Linked DNA regions of Mus musculus: region 2 is linked to region 1. A link is a contact called in public HiChIP or PLAC-seq data. All regions are on one chromosome and are shown on one strand. Each heading gives the region's core, a stretch centred on a gene start, on an enhancer-like site or on the middle of the called end of the contact. The rest is flanking DNA. Distances are from core to core; before and after follow the strand shown.

Region 1 (7,502 bases), core at 2,279-4,778:
AGGGGGGGTTACCACAAGGCTAAGTAAGACAGGGCTGCATACTGACAACCTGCCTCAAACAAACAAACATTATCCAAATATTATATTATATATAGGATGACTACTTCATAAAATTGGTTTGAAGTCTGTAGGTTGTAACTAGTTTATAAAAATGTGGTAGTTTGAATAGGCTGTCCCCTTAAGAGTTTCTGGCACTGGAATACTTGGTCTTCAGTAGGTGAATGTTTGGGGGGAATAGGAAGGTATGTGCCCTTGCTGGAGGGAATATGTCAACAGGGGTGGACCTGGAGCTTCAGCAGCCTCTTGCTGTTTTGCACAGCTCTCTCTGCTTCCTGTTTGTGGGTTGAGATCTGAGACCCCAGCTGTAGCTCCAGCACTTGCTGCCTCTGCCTCTGCCCTGCCATCATGGACTCTTTCTGGAACTCTAAGCTCAAGATAAACCCCTCCTCCTACAAGTTGCCTTGGCCGTGCTTTACCACCAGAGTGTTAGAAAAGAGCTTTGAAGTCAAGAGCTAATGTTAAGTGAATTTAAATTTCTTAAGCTTTGACATTCATGGAGATTTTCACATTTTGTGTATGGAGAATCATGCAATGCTCTAAGACTATAGATTATGCTTCCTTTCTAGCAATTCCATCACTGTTCAGTTCTGTTACCTGATCATACTCCAAGGCTCCTGGGTAGAGTGGCCATCCAAGGAATAACTCTGCGATCACGCATCCCAGTGACCACATGTCTATGGCTTCACAAAACGGCAACCCCAATATAATCTCTGGAGCTCTGGGGGTGGGGTGGGGCGCGGGGAGAGGAAAAGAAGAAAGTCAGGTTCCTTTTCACTTTAAATTACCGAATTTTATTTGACATTCTAAGAAAAGTTCTAAATGACAGAAAAATCATGTTTAGTTATGTCGCTGAGAACTTGTCAAACCCCGATCCTAACCCTCGGTCATGTAAAGGGACCGTGAGCACAGCTCCATAATGAAGTCTCTTCCCCACGAGCCTTTCCCTTAACAACATCTCTATTAATGCTTGAAAAAAACAAAACAACACACACCATGCTTTTCAAGCTACAGCAGATTAGAAATAATACATGAAAGCTGACAAAAAATTAAACATTTGTAATATCAAAAGAACTCAAACAGGCAGTGAAAGTTAAGACCAAATGAAAACAAAGTTCCTGAAGCTAATAGTCTAGACCTCCATGTGACTTCAGAACATAACAGTAATGAACAGTCACATAACTGTGTCCTTGGTCATCCTTAGAGACAAGTGCAGCATATTCAGGTTTGAAGGTAAAAGTATGGGCTAGATAAATGGCTCGGTAGTTAAGAATACTGCCTGCTCTTCCATAGTTCAATTCCCAACATCCACATGGCAGTCACAACTGTCCGTAATTCTAGTTCAAAGGTATCCTATGCCTCCTCCTGGCCTCAACAAGCACCAGGCACATACCATGTAGGCATTTACATGTAGGCAAAACACCAATACATATCAATATAAAGTTTTTTAAGTTAATTTTTTAAAAATATGGTTTAAGATAGAACAATTAAAATGCATCTTAACACTTCAGTTATTTGGAAAAATATTTCATTCTCAGATTAATTATGCTACTATGTCCTGTGGCTTTCTCATGAGGAGTCTAAAGTGGCAGGAGCCTCCATCCACCTTCTGAAGAGAACTAGCATGCTTTAACAGAGCCTCCATGTACAGCTGCATAGCAAAGGAATCACACACCGTTATCCTAGGTGTATGCACATATGTGGGTTTAACTTTCAAGGACAGAACAATGAATATTTACCCCTAAAAGACTTGAGAATAACTGGTCATATTGCCATATTCTCTTTTTCCCTACACAGATATTTTCCTCTGCAGACACAAAGTATTCACAAACATTAGGAACTGAGCACTGAACATTTCTACCATGTATGCCTCAGAACCTATTGCACATTGGCGGATTGTATTAACAATGCTGGGTGAATCAAATAGCTCCACAGGTAAACAGGTCACCAAGCAGGCAAACTGACTTCAGTCCCTGAACTCCACGTGGGAAGAAAAGGGAAGGAACTCCAGGGAGTACCCTCTGACCTCCACACATGCTCTGTGGCACAAGTGCACATGTGCACTTACCTGCATACATATATACAACACACACAAACACACTCACCAAGTCCAAAACTAATGTGACCAAATTATTTTATTTAGTTACTAATATGTTTTTCAAATTTTTCATACAATATATTTAGACTGTATTCGTTTTCCACCTCTAGATCACATCCATACAACCAACTTCTTCTTAAAAGGAAAGGAGGAAGGAAGGAAGGAAGGAAGGAAGGAAGGAAGGAGGGAGGGAGGGAGGGAGGGAGGGAGGGAGGGAGGGAGGGAGGGAGAGAGGGGAGGGAGGGAGGGAGGGAGGGAGGGAGGGAGGGAGGGAGGGAGGGAGGGAGGGAGGGAGGGAAATAAGAATAGAGAAACCATGGAGTCTGTTTTGTGTTGACCAACTCCTCCTGGACGTGGGGCCTGTCCTGGAGTGTGGCCAGCACGCTCAGTGCCACTCCAGCCACTACTAGTTACAAACAGTTTCTTGACTGAGGATTTGGACTTTCTGCCCACCATTTTCCTTTCCCCAAGCAAGGAGTTTGTCTGGCTTGAACTTTTGCAGATCATAGACTTGCTGCCAGTCTCTGTAAGTTCATTCGAGACCGAGCCCTATTGTGTGGAAAACAGTTTCCTTGCTGTCTGTCATTCACCATGGCATACATTTTCTATGTACAACATCACATGTAAAAGTAGGGAAGCAACACGGTAAAGCACCTACATCCTAGATGAACCTGACAGAGAAACAAGGTTTCTACTAGCTGTTCTTGCAATACAAAACAAACTCTAAGCCAGATGAGGGGGCTCACACCTGTAATGCAGTTTTGGGAGGCTTAAGCAAGAGGACTACAATGAGTTGAACACCAGTGTGGACACAGAGAATCCCAGGTCACTTTGAGCTACAGAAACCCAGTCTAAAGAACCCAAACTTTAAAGCTTACGCATTGTAAGAACATCACAAAGTCACTGCAGTGATTAAAATTGTTTCCAATTCCTTTACCAGCTTGGGAAATATACGTTTGTATAAACAGACGTCTGCATACATAAACATCATTTTGTGCATTATACATAGACAAGTCACAAATTAAATTAGTGTATTCAGTGAACAGTCCAACAGAGCCTGAAGGCTCACTTTATAAGTAGTTACACACTGTCAGGAGTCCAATCTAAACCCTACAGCGCCAAAGTTGAGGTCACATGGAAACAAAGTATATCTATATATAAAATGATGTTTCTTTTTCTGCCATGTGTTTTTAGTCAAGTCTATTGATGTTCATTACAAATACTCTGTCTTTCTAAAAACTTGAAATATTGATATAAAACACAGCTTAACACTGAAAATTGGCAAGTTGAAAGGCAATTTTCCTCAGTGAGAACAGACCTCTGAATGGACTGGTAGACTACTGATAGAGTACTGGAAGGGAATGCTTGGAATTCTTCAAATAAGAATGCAGTGAAGTAAGAGTCACTCAGAAAAGATGGCTATTAATGGAACATCTCAGGGGGGGTTGTTCCATTTTTACCTACTTGTTCAAGTCAAATGTTGAGTTACTAGCAAAATAATTCCATCGCTGTTAGGAAAAGGGCTGTCTTGGTTTAGGTTCAGTATGTCCAGTTCTAGAAACAACTATACCTATAATTGCAGGTACCATGGGCTGTCACTATTAAACTCTGAATCTGTGTTGGTGGTATTTTCATCAAGAAGTATTGAGCTATGGATGTAGTTCAACCTTAGAAGGCCTTCCTAGCAAGCATGAGGTCCTGGGGTGCCAGGGTAGGAGTAGAACAGGGAGGAGAACTGGTCAGAAGATGTCTCCCACTAGAGTGATTTTACAAGCAGAAATCTTCATTTCTTTGTGTTAATGAAGTAAGCGTAATGCTGATGTGTTAGGCCTCAGACTTAAGCCCAGGTCTGATCAAGCTCAAGGCAATGATGATTTCTTCAACATAAAAGGCAGGTGTGCTCTATGCTGCTTCATGATAAGAGTGTGTGTGCACCTGCATGCTTTCCTGACTTTGACAGGGTAAAGACAACTGAGATATACAACACCAATTTAAACAAGATAAAAAAATTATTAATCTTTGGGAATATTAAAACCACTCAATTCAGAGGTCTTCTAAGCTAGAGGCAGGTATGGGAAAGGTTTTAAGAACAAACAACAATGACAAAAACCAGACAAGACAGGCACAGTCCTGAGGAGTTCCAAAACAGTCACAGAACTGTGCAACCATTAAAGCACAGTGTTTAGGACAGAGGCATAATGTTCTCAGTAACCAACGTCTTAGCTCTGCTTCATTAACTCTTGTACCTAGCTTAACTTTGAACATCAACCTTCTCTTTCTACATTTATTTTCCCTGAGGAATCACAACAAACTGATCACCTGCATTCTGTAACCTGTACTCAAGAGTCTGACTATGTAGTCCTGGCTAGCCAGCTTCCATTTTGCTCTGCAGTCCAGAGTGGCCTGGAACTCCGAAGTCCATCTGACTCTACCTCCTAAATTCTGGAACTAAAGGTATGGGTCATCCCAACAGCTTTTGTTTATGTACTATATTCTTAGTATTTCTTTTTTATTGCTAAATAGTACCTAGCCCGTTGCATACATTTTAGGTGACCATTTATCAGATGATGGGCAATAAACTGTGTATACTTCTTGGCAATTTTTAAAAAAATGATAGATTGAGTACTAACTTAGCTCAGTGATAGAGCACTTACCTAACATGTGCAAAGTCCAGGTTAGAAGTCCAGCAGAGAAAGAGAAAGGGGGGGGGGCAAACAAAGGGGAAGACATAAGAGAGAGGGGAGAGAAGCAGGGAACGGGGAAGGAGGTGGATCTAAGGTGCCTCAAAGTGAACAAACTGAAAAAGACTTATGTCCTCTAACCACTTCCACCCTCCAGCTTCCCCCATCTTTGGTTTCTCAGTCCCCAAGCCAGGAAGGTCAAATATGCCCCTTCTCTTTCACTTTCCACATCTATTAGCAAATCTCACTAGCTAGCATCAAAATAGATGCAGAACTGACCGACCACATTACTCCACCTTCACCATTACTCCACGACTACACTCTCTAATCCAGATGGACATCTTGTTTGGATTGCACCAACAACTTCTGTTTCAGCTTCTGTCCTTGTTTTCTGCCACATAGCAAGATAGCAGCAAGAGAGGCAACATACACCAGACCACAGCATTCCTCACCCTAGAATCCCCAGGAGAATCCTATCTTAGTGAACAATTCCTCACAGTGGTCCCAAACCTCAGCTACACCAGGATTTCCTGCCATACTCTTAACATGCTGTGAGCAAACTGCATTGGCACAAAAACCTCTTCAAACCTGCTCAAACGATTCCACTTAAGGATACCTGGGAGATTACTCCAAGAAGCAAGACTTGATTGCCTTCTCTTATTTGACTTTCTGCTTAATGATCATTTTATTACAAAGACCCTGTCGCAGTCTTACACAAGTGGAAGACTCTGTGGCGTTTGGCTTTCCGTCTAGATCTTGCTCGGTTGTTCCTTTGTAACACTTTCCAACAACTGATTTCTATATTGGCTCATTGTCTCTTTTCCGCTTGCTCCAGCAGACTAGCATTCTATGAAGGCACAAGACTTGGACTTTTTGTTCCAGTGTTGTGACGCTAGCATCTAAAGAACACTGCCTGGCACATAGCAGGTGCTCTCTATCCAAGCAATGAATTTTAACAAAGCTTTTAGAACTCATGAAACTAGAGGAATTTTTTGGTAGAATCAAATATATAAGTTCAACAGGTAGCAGGCAAGAAACTCTGACATGCTAGCCAGCTTGCATTTAAGACAGCTGAACATCTTAGGACTTAGAACAAAAACAGATATCATTTACTGAGAGTTAGCAATGGGTCAGGTGCCATAGAAATAACTGTTAATGCATTGATCATTTAAAGAAAATGTTGTACAATCAAACTGCAACAACTCAGGTAAGCAAAAGATTTCACATACAAGAACTGCTGGGCTGAGTGCAGCCCACCCACAGAAGCACAGAAAGTGGCAGATCTTAAAATGGTTTGCTATGAACGAAAGAAAAGAAATGCAGGGCCCAGAATTATCAAGTATAAGAATGGAGCTGAGATTTTTTTTTTAAAGACTTGTTTTTAATTATGTGTATGTCTATGTGTGGGTATGTGTATGTGTGTGCAGGTGTCTGAGGAGGCCAGAGATTTTGGACTCCCCTGGAGCTGGAGGCAGAGGCCATTGAGAAATTCATCGCATTTTAGAAAATGAAAATATTAACTGACCTGAAAAATATTTTTGTGGGGCTAGAGAGATGGCTCAGCGGTTAAGAACACTGACTGCTCTTCTGAAAGTCCTGAGTTCATATCCCACATGGTGGCTCACAACCATCCATGAGATTTCATGCCCTCTTCTGGGGTGTCTGAAGACAGCTACAGCAAGCGGGGCTGGAGCGAGAGCTGGAGAGACCCTGAGTTCAAATCCCAGCAACCACACAATGGCTCACAACCATCTGTAATGAGATTGGATGCCCTCTTCTGGTGTGACTGAAGACAGCTACAGTGTACTTACATAATAAATAAATAAACCTTAAAAAAATTTTTTTCTGAAAATAGGTCCATAATTTAAGAAACTACCTACTACAGCCTTTTATGATTAAATAGCCTGTAACTTTCTACAACAAGCAAAAGAAAAGGGATATAGAAAGACAAAGGGGATGAAGAGAATCTTGATAGTTTCCTCTGGGTTTGACGTGTCTGTTTACATCGTGGACAAGAGTGGCTATAGTAACGGACAGGAGACCACAGCTTGCCCTGTATTCATGGACTGAATGATCCAGCAGACATCAGGTTTTTAGTTGTAGCTTTTTAACGTTCCCTCTAGGCCAGGGGTAGAAGCGTGTTCAACAGAGATTTCAACCAGTCTTTCATGACGTAGTAATAGTAATATTAGAAATATTAATGTGCAAAAGAAGTTTCTTTCTTTGTCTTTTGTTATTGTTGTTTTAGGTTTCTTGTTTTATTTTTTTGAGACAAGATTTGTGTATCCCTGACTGTCTGTAACTCAGTCAATCTGTAGAGCAGGCTGGCCTGGAACTCAGAAATACCCCTGCCTCTGCCTCCTGAGTGCTGCTATCACCTCACCCAGCCCTCTAAGTTTACTAAGAATGAAATAGGAGTGCAGGTGCTCAGGAGTCAGCCCATCTTCACCTAAGTAACCTAGTAACCTTGTTAGAGCACTTTTCTACACACACACACACACACACACACACACACACTCACACACACACTCATACACACACATTCACACTCACACACACACACACACACACACACACACACACAATATAGTTGGATCTGCTCACCCTGACCTCTTTAACTCCACCCCACCTCCAAGCAAATCCTTTCTTTTCTCAACATGTCACCT
Region 2 (7,502 bases), core at 2,909-5,408, 160 kb after region 1:
AAGACATGTTTTTTTAAATCAGATAGGGGACTAATATCCTATATATATAAAGAACTCAAGAAGGTGGACTCCAGAAAATCAAATAACCCCATTAAAAAATGGGGCTCAGAACTGAACAAAGAATTCTCACTTGAGGAATACCAAATGCCAGAGAAGCACCTGAAAAAATGTTCAGCATCCTTAATCATCAGGGAAATGCAAATCAAAACAACCCTGAGATTCCATCTCACTCCAGTCAGAATGGCTAAGATCAAAAATTCAGGTGACAGCAGATGCTGGCGAGGATGTGGAGAAAGAGGAACACTCCTCCATTGTTGGTGGGATTGCAAGCTTGTACAACCACTCTGGAAATCCGTCTGGCGGTTCCTCAGAAAATTGGACATAGTACTACCGGAGGATCCAGCAATACCTCTCCTGGGCATATATCCAGATGTCCCAACCGGTAAGAAGGACACATGCTCCACTATGTTCATAGCAGCCTTATTTATAATAGCCAGAAGCTGGAAAGAACCCAGATGCCCCTCAACAGAGGAATGGATACAGAAAATGTGGTACATTTACACAATGGAGTACTACTCAGCTATTAAAAAGAATGAATTTATGAAATTCCTAGCCAAATGGATGGACCTGGAGGGCATCATCCTGAGTGAGGTAACACAATCACAAAGGAACTCACACAATATGTACTCACTGATAAGTGGATATTAGCCCAAAACTTAGGATACCCAAGATATAAGATACAATTTGCTAAACACATGAAACTCAAGAAGAATGAAGACTGAAGTGTGGACACCATGCCCCTCCTTAGAATTGGGAACAAAACACCATTAAAGGGGTTACAGAAACAAAGTTTGGAGCTGTGTCAAAAGGATGGACCATCTAGAGACTGCCATATCCAGGGATCCACCCCATAATCAGCTTCCAAACGCTGACACCATTGCATACACTAGCAAGAATTTGCTGAAAGGACCCAGATATAGCTGTCTCTTGTGAGACTATGCCGGGGCCTAGCAAACACAGAAATGGATGCTCACAGTCAGCTAGTGGATGGATCACAAGGCTCCCAATGGAGGAGCTAGAGACAATACCCAAGGAGCTAAAGGGATCTGCAACCCTATAGGTGGAACAACATTATGAACTAGCCAGTACCCCGGAGCTCTTGACTCTAGCTGCATATGTATCAAAAGATGGCCTAGTCGGCCATCACTGGAAAGAGAGACCCATTGGACACGCAAACTTTATATGCCCCAGTACAGGGGAACGCCAGGGCCAAAAAAAAAAATGGGAATGTGTGGGGAGGGAAGTGGGGAGGGTATGGGGGACTTTGGGGATAGCATTGGAAATGTAATTGAGGAAAATATGTAATAAAAAAATTAAAAAAAATAAAAAATAAAAAAAAATACTTGTCTTACTTGAGAGCCGAGGCTCAAGCATGGGCTTTAAGCTTGCTAGACAAATGTTCTATCTACTACTAAGTCGCAATACCCATCTCCTTTCCTTCTTTCAAAAGAAATGTTTTATGTTTATGAGTGTTTTGTCTGCATGTTTGCTGGTTCCATGTCTGTGTTGGTGCCCTTGGAAGCCAGAAGAAGGCATGGGATCCTCTGGAACTGGAGTTAAGAGATGGTTAGGAGTCACCATCCCGCGTGCTGGGAACTGAACCCAAGTTTTCTGGAATAGCAGACAGGACTCTTAACGAACCATCTCTTCAGCCCCTCAGGTGCTTAAAAGATCACCCAGATAAATAATTTGTTGGTTGGGGAGTAGCTCAGTAGTAGAGTTTTTACTGACATGCACAGTACCTAAATTTGATTGTTCTGTGTATAAAACAATCACAGCCATCTTTTTCTTGTAAAAGTACATTTTTATAAAATACATAGTGATTTGGCGGGAGTAGGGGGGGTTCAAGACAGGGTTTTTTTTGTTTGTTTGTTTTTGGTTAGCTCTGGCTGTCCTGGAATTGACACTGTAGACCAGGCTTCTGAGGTCAGTACTTTGAATATTTCAAATTCATTTTTAATTTCTAATATAAGCATTGATTGAGAAAGCCTACATCTGTAAGAAGTCTCTTTGTATATCTTGGCTAGGCAGAGTGAGTACTCCTTGGGATGCAGAAGTAGGTGGGTCTTGAACTGTATAGCCTGGGCTATACAGTAAAATGCTGTCTCAAAACAAAGAAAAAAAATAACAATGTACTTTTAAAAGGGTGGATTGTATGGCATGTGATTCATGTCAACAAAGTTATTACTAAAAATAACTTATAATGAAACCCGATAATTAATATAATGCATAATATACTTACTATAACCTTCATTCTTGTAGTCAATTGTAATATACGTTGTTTTTTTTTAATGTATTTATTTTATGTATATGAGTACACTGTAGCTGTACAGATTATTGTGAGCCTTCATGTGGTTGATGAATTGAATAGGACCTCTGCTTGCTCAGGTCAACCCCAGTCGCTCTCTCAGAAAGATTTATTTATTATAAATACACTGTAGCTGTCTTCAGATGCACCAGAAGAGGGCGTCTGATCTCATTACGGGTGGTTGTGAGCCACCATGTGGTTGCTGGGGTTTGAACTCGGGACCTTCAGAAGAGCAGTCAGTGCTCTAACCTGCTGAGTTATCTTGCCAACCTGTGATATAAGTTGTTATTCATAAAGAAAATTAAATGATGGATAGAGCTATGGGATTTAGTTTAGCTTTTGTTGTATTTATTTAGTTTAGTGCTCCTACCCTTCTTGTTTGGCACTAGTGTTGCCTGAACACAAAAGCTGGAATTTGGAACTTTTTTTTTTTTTTGAGACATGGTTGCACTATGGAGTTCTGGCTGTTCTGGAATTCAATTGTGTAAACAGGCTGGCCTCAAACTCAGACGCAACTGCTTCTGTCTCTGAAGTGCTTGCCACATGTTCAAGGCTACATGTTCTTTTGTTGAGCTGTGTAGTTGCAGCCTTAGTCTCTATTGAGTCTGTGATAATTAACTACTGCTCATTCAAACAGGAGCTTCTCTGACCAAACCTGGCAGTAGCACTAATATTTGGGCAAAACCATAATTATTTAGAGAGCAGTTTTGATAAGTAGATTATGCCCATTTAGCAAAAACAGTTGTAGCTTCCTCACAAAGGCCTGTGACTTTACTTGTCATGTCTATGACACCATGTCTCTGTTTTGCATATCCTAGGAAACAGGAGTTTTCCTTTGTTCCATAGTGTGACACATAAGCCACACTATGCCTGTGCTTAATGTTACAAGAAGTTAGTTGTAAGTAGCTAACTATTCCTTTGAGGTGAGTGCTGGGGTCTGAACACCAGTCCTCATGAATGCAAAGCAGGACAAACTTTGAACAACCATTTCCTTAACCTTCTTTTATTTGTGCTTTAGTATTATCATTATCATTATCATTATTATTATTATTATTATTGTGTGTATGTGTGGTGCTCGTGAATGGTATGTAATTGTGAGTGCATAAAAGTCAGGACAACTTTTCTGGGTTCCAGGTATTGAGCATAGGTTATCAAGTTTGCAATATTGCCAGCCTGCTTAGTGCCTACTTCTTACTTAATTTTAAGTGTTTTTGTTTGTTTTGTTTTTTGTGGCTGTGTGGTTATGGGTGTTTTGCCTGGGTGTATGTATCTCTGTGCACTATGGGCATGCCTGGTGCGTAAGAAGATCAGAAGAAGGCATTGGATCTCCTGAAAGTAGACTTACAAATTGTTGTGAGGCTCAATACGGATGCTGGGATTTGAACCATTGTAAGAGTTGCAAGAGCTCCTAACCACTGAACCAACTTTTAGGCTGTTTTTAACCCATGATTTGAGGCCATTTAGGAACTTTTTTTTTTTTTTTTTTTTTTAAATCTTCCAGTCTTTGTTTTTATTTTCCGTTCACTCTACTCCCCATGATGGGGTCTTACTTCTGAAGCCTGGGGCTTATAATAGATCTGCCTTCCAAGTCCTGGGGATTAGAGGTGTGTGTAACCACGCCTGACTGTAATTACTGTTTTAAAGTTACCTCAAAACAACACTTCTTGGTTATTTAATTGCTTTGTGTATATTTATGTGTTTTGTGGCCTGGTATGTTCCCAGGGAGGCCAGAAGAGACTGTCAGATCCCCTGGAGCTGGAGTTACAGGAATTTGGGAAGCATGTGATTGTAGGTGTAGGATCGGAAGGATTGGAATGTGGGTCCTCTGAAAGCAGCGGTTGCTCTTAATTGCTGAGCCATTTCTAGCCTGCTTGGTTTTGTTTTGTTGTTTTTTTGAGGCAAATTCTTTCTTTGTAGCACAGGCTGTCCTTGAGCGCATTGTCATTTTTTTAACCTCCTCCGTTCTAACATTGCAATTATGAGCCACCATGCCCCTCTAAATTTTTTTTGATTGTTTTTTCAAGTAGTAAACCTTTTGAAAGAATTCTCTACTTTGTCAAGTGCAGGTACTCCTTCAAATAACACCTAGAATATACTTCGCATTGAGCAAATATTTCTCACGTGGATAGTGAAAATTCAGAGTTCTAAGGGTATGGTGTCCTAATAAGTATATGTTATGTATATGTGCCCCCTGCCAGCCTAAATGGCGATTGTAATGTGTTACTACTTATACTTAACTGTTTTCAGTGACTCCAAATTTCATAATTTGACTGATTCAGACATGGCTATTTAAATTATTAGTCTTATATATGAGCCACTAGGCCAGTAGCTGACTGTTTTCTTGTATATTGTTGTATAGTAGTTTAAGTTGCTAGAAATCAGCATCAGATATTCTTGTTAGATTTTGGTCAGTTTGGTCTGCTTCAGAATATCAGTGTTAGTTAGTTATATGACATTTCATTTATCCCATTGAATAAATTTCATTTGTTTTGGGTTTTTAAAAAGTTATTTGCCCTTTGTCCATCAGTGGTTCCAGGTGAACACAGGCTTTCTTTACTCTAGGCAGTCACTCTGCTATTGAACTATTTACCTGGCTGCATTCTCTCTGTTTTCTTTTTAAGTCAGTGGGCTTTCACATTATTGACTGGACTTTATGCTAGTAAGCTTAGTGGCTGCTACTGCCCTTTCATATGTGCTCCCCTCCCACACCCGCCCTTCTGAAAACTTCATTTTAGAGACAAGGTCTAACTGTATCCTTGACTGGCTTGGAATTTGCCCTGTAGACCAGGCTGGTCTCAAAAGCCTACAAAGATCCTCTTGCCTTTGCCTTCTGAGTTCTGAGGTTATGTACCCCATGCCCGCCTGTGTGTTGTTTTTCTTATACTAATTTAAAACTTGATGTAGTTAACTTTATTTAAAAGCTTATGAAAAACTTAAGATGCATCTCAGAATATTGTGTAGTTCTGTGTGTGTGTACTAAAGATGGACCCCAGGGTTTTGCAAATCTAAACATATGTTTTTATCACAAGCAATATTTTTAACCCTTGTTTTTATTTTTGGGGCTTTTTAAAAATAATATAAAAAGATTAACTATTTTGGTGAACAAAAAAGTGGAAATTTGACTTTATCTTGATAAAATGGATTCCAGCTTTTTTGTTTTTTTTTTTTAACATTTGCTGGAAATCACCATTCTGATATAAAATGCTATCTCTATTAGTGTTTTTCCATATATTTCCATAGTTTTGGGCCATATTGGTTCAGTGATTAATTTGTTACCATTACCAAATTTTAGTTGTTTTAATATGTGGCTGGAGTTACTTTTCTTAACACTAGTCATAAAGCTCTTATAGATTAGTAAAGGGTAATTTTGATTTAGATTACAGAAGTCTTAGAATATCTTCAAGCCAGTGTGGTGGCTCATACCAGTAATCTTAGTGCTTTGGAGGCTGAGACATGAGGTTCACCAGCTTTCAGTGCCAGCCTGATTACAGAGTGAGATCCTGACTCAAAAAACAAAATATATAAATAAAAATTATTTCTAAGTAAATTCATATCTTTCAGTAGTTAAGGCTATTTTATTTCTAAGAAGAGAGTTTATTTCTCACAGGCAATTTTATTCTAAAAGGAAGACTTTTAAATTTTTTCCTAGATTGTTGCTTGACTGAATTATTTCTCAATAATTCACTTATAAAAGGAAGCAGTGCCAGATATATTGGCGTATGCCCTTTATCCCAGCACTTAAATCCTGGCAGAGGCAGGTGGATCTCTGTGAGTTCAAGGCCAGCCAACCTAGTCTATATATTGATTTCCAGGGCATCCAGAGATTATGCTAGCATTTGTAGATTTCTTTTGAGTGTAATTTTTCATTTTAGTATGTAGGAATATTTGAAACAATTTGTGAAATAGTATTTGTATTCATGCTGCTTGGTACTAGGTGCTGCTTTTTTCGTTCATTTTTAGATATCTTTTTTTAGTGTGTTTTTCATGCTCATATCATGTGCACCATGTATGTACTTTATGCCTGTGCTTTGGAACTAGAGTTATAGACAATTGTGAACTGTCATTTGTGTGCTGAGGTCTGAACCCAGGTCCTTTGGAACACCAGCAAATGCTCTTAACTGTTAAGGAATCACTCTAGTGCCCCTCTTTTAAGAGGTGTGGGCACGCAAGTGTGCAATGCTAGGATTTGAACTTAGGGCCTCAGATGTTTGGCAAGTTCTTTAACAATACCAGAAAACTATACTCAAAGCACAAAGAAAATTTTCTGCAATGAAACTAAAACCAGCCTATTAAATGACTGAGAAGAGTTGGGGATACATGAAATTAAGTGGTAAAATACTTGTCTAACTATATGTAAGGACCTGGTTATTAAGGCTCCGGGGACTGGGGTGGGGAAGTATGGGGATGTTTGGAGAGTATAAGTTTTTAAAGATTTACTTGATATGTTTATGTGTATATCTGCATAGGTTTACATGTATCTCATATATTTAAGGTGCTCAGAGAAGCCAGAGGGCTTCCTATATCCTAGAAATGAAGTTATAAGTAGTTGTGAGTCATTCTTTGTGGGTTCTGAGAACTGAGCTCAGGTCCTCCCTAAGAGCAACAAACAATCTTAACTTGTGAACTGTTTTCTGGTTTTGTTTTTAAGACAGGGTCTCACCTTGTATCCCTAGCTAGCCTAGAATTCTTTACCATCTACCTTCTTGTACCTCCTAAGTGCTGGGATCAAAGGCATATATATATATATACCACTATGCCTAACTTGGCTCTAATACCACCATCTAAATGGGATCAACATGAGTATCAGTTTCTTTTTAAGACAGGTTGTAATTCATGCTCTTCTATCCTCAGCCTCTTATGTGCTACAATTACAAATGTACACATCTATGCCTGATTTAATATATTTTAAGTTCTCTGTTCATTGCATTCATCTTTATATGTAACACACACACACACACACACACACACACACACACACACAGCCAAGACAGTGTCATATAGCACAATCTGGCATAGAGTTCGTGCAATCAAGGATAGCTTTCTGCTGCTTTTCCTGTTTCCACCTCTTGAGTGCTGGAATTACTGGTGTGTACTATCACACCCAGTATATGTGGTGCCTGAGACTTCACGCATG

What was found. HiChIP or PLAC-seq counts read pairs in DNA pulled down with a chosen protein or histone mark.
Region 2: a contact with region 1 is called in an H3K27ac HiChIP or PLAC-seq map of trophoblast stem cells, with 8 read pairs. The contact joins two enhancer-like sites. A contact is called at or near these places in 12 of 39 promoter capture datasets (3T3-L1-derived adipocytes, the C10 cell line, the HPC-7 cell line and 8 more), 1 of 15 datasets of contacts at CTCF or cohesin (CD8 T cells), 11 of 484 Hi-C or Micro-C datasets (LSK cells, Sertoli cells, Th1 cells and 8 more), 33 of 115 datasets of contacts at active chromatin or transcription factors (the 230-238 cell line, CD8 T cells, DN3 thymocytes and 25 more) and 4 of 9 other capture datasets (adipose tissue, embryonic stem cells, liver and 1 more).

What each region holds. Positions count from the first base shown.
Region 1 is chr2:104,445,858-104,453,359 of GRCm38.p6, forward strand. It overlaps Hipk3 (homeodomain interacting protein kinase 3), which reads right to left. Exons shown (of 16, transcript NM_010434.2): 3 at 655-778. Among named protein-coding and RNA genes, the nearest start is that of Mir1902, 21 kb to the left of the region's middle. Within about 2 kb of position 3,529, at least 29 of the 459 cell types and tissues checked have an H3K27ac peak or open chromatin away from gene starts, as enhancers often do. A contact at or near this core is called in liver and trophoblast stem cells, where this site is marked.
Region 2 is chr2:104,600,748-104,608,249 of GRCm38.p6, forward strand. The region is part of intron 1 of Cstf3 (cleavage stimulation factor, 3' pre-RNA, subunit 3); the gene reads left to right. Among named protein-coding and RNA genes, the nearest start is that of Cstf3, 14 kb to the left of the region's middle. Within about 2 kb of position 4,159, at least 18 of the 459 cell types and tissues checked have an H3K27ac peak or open chromatin away from gene starts, as enhancers often do. A contact at or near this core is called in liver and trophoblast stem cells, where this site is marked.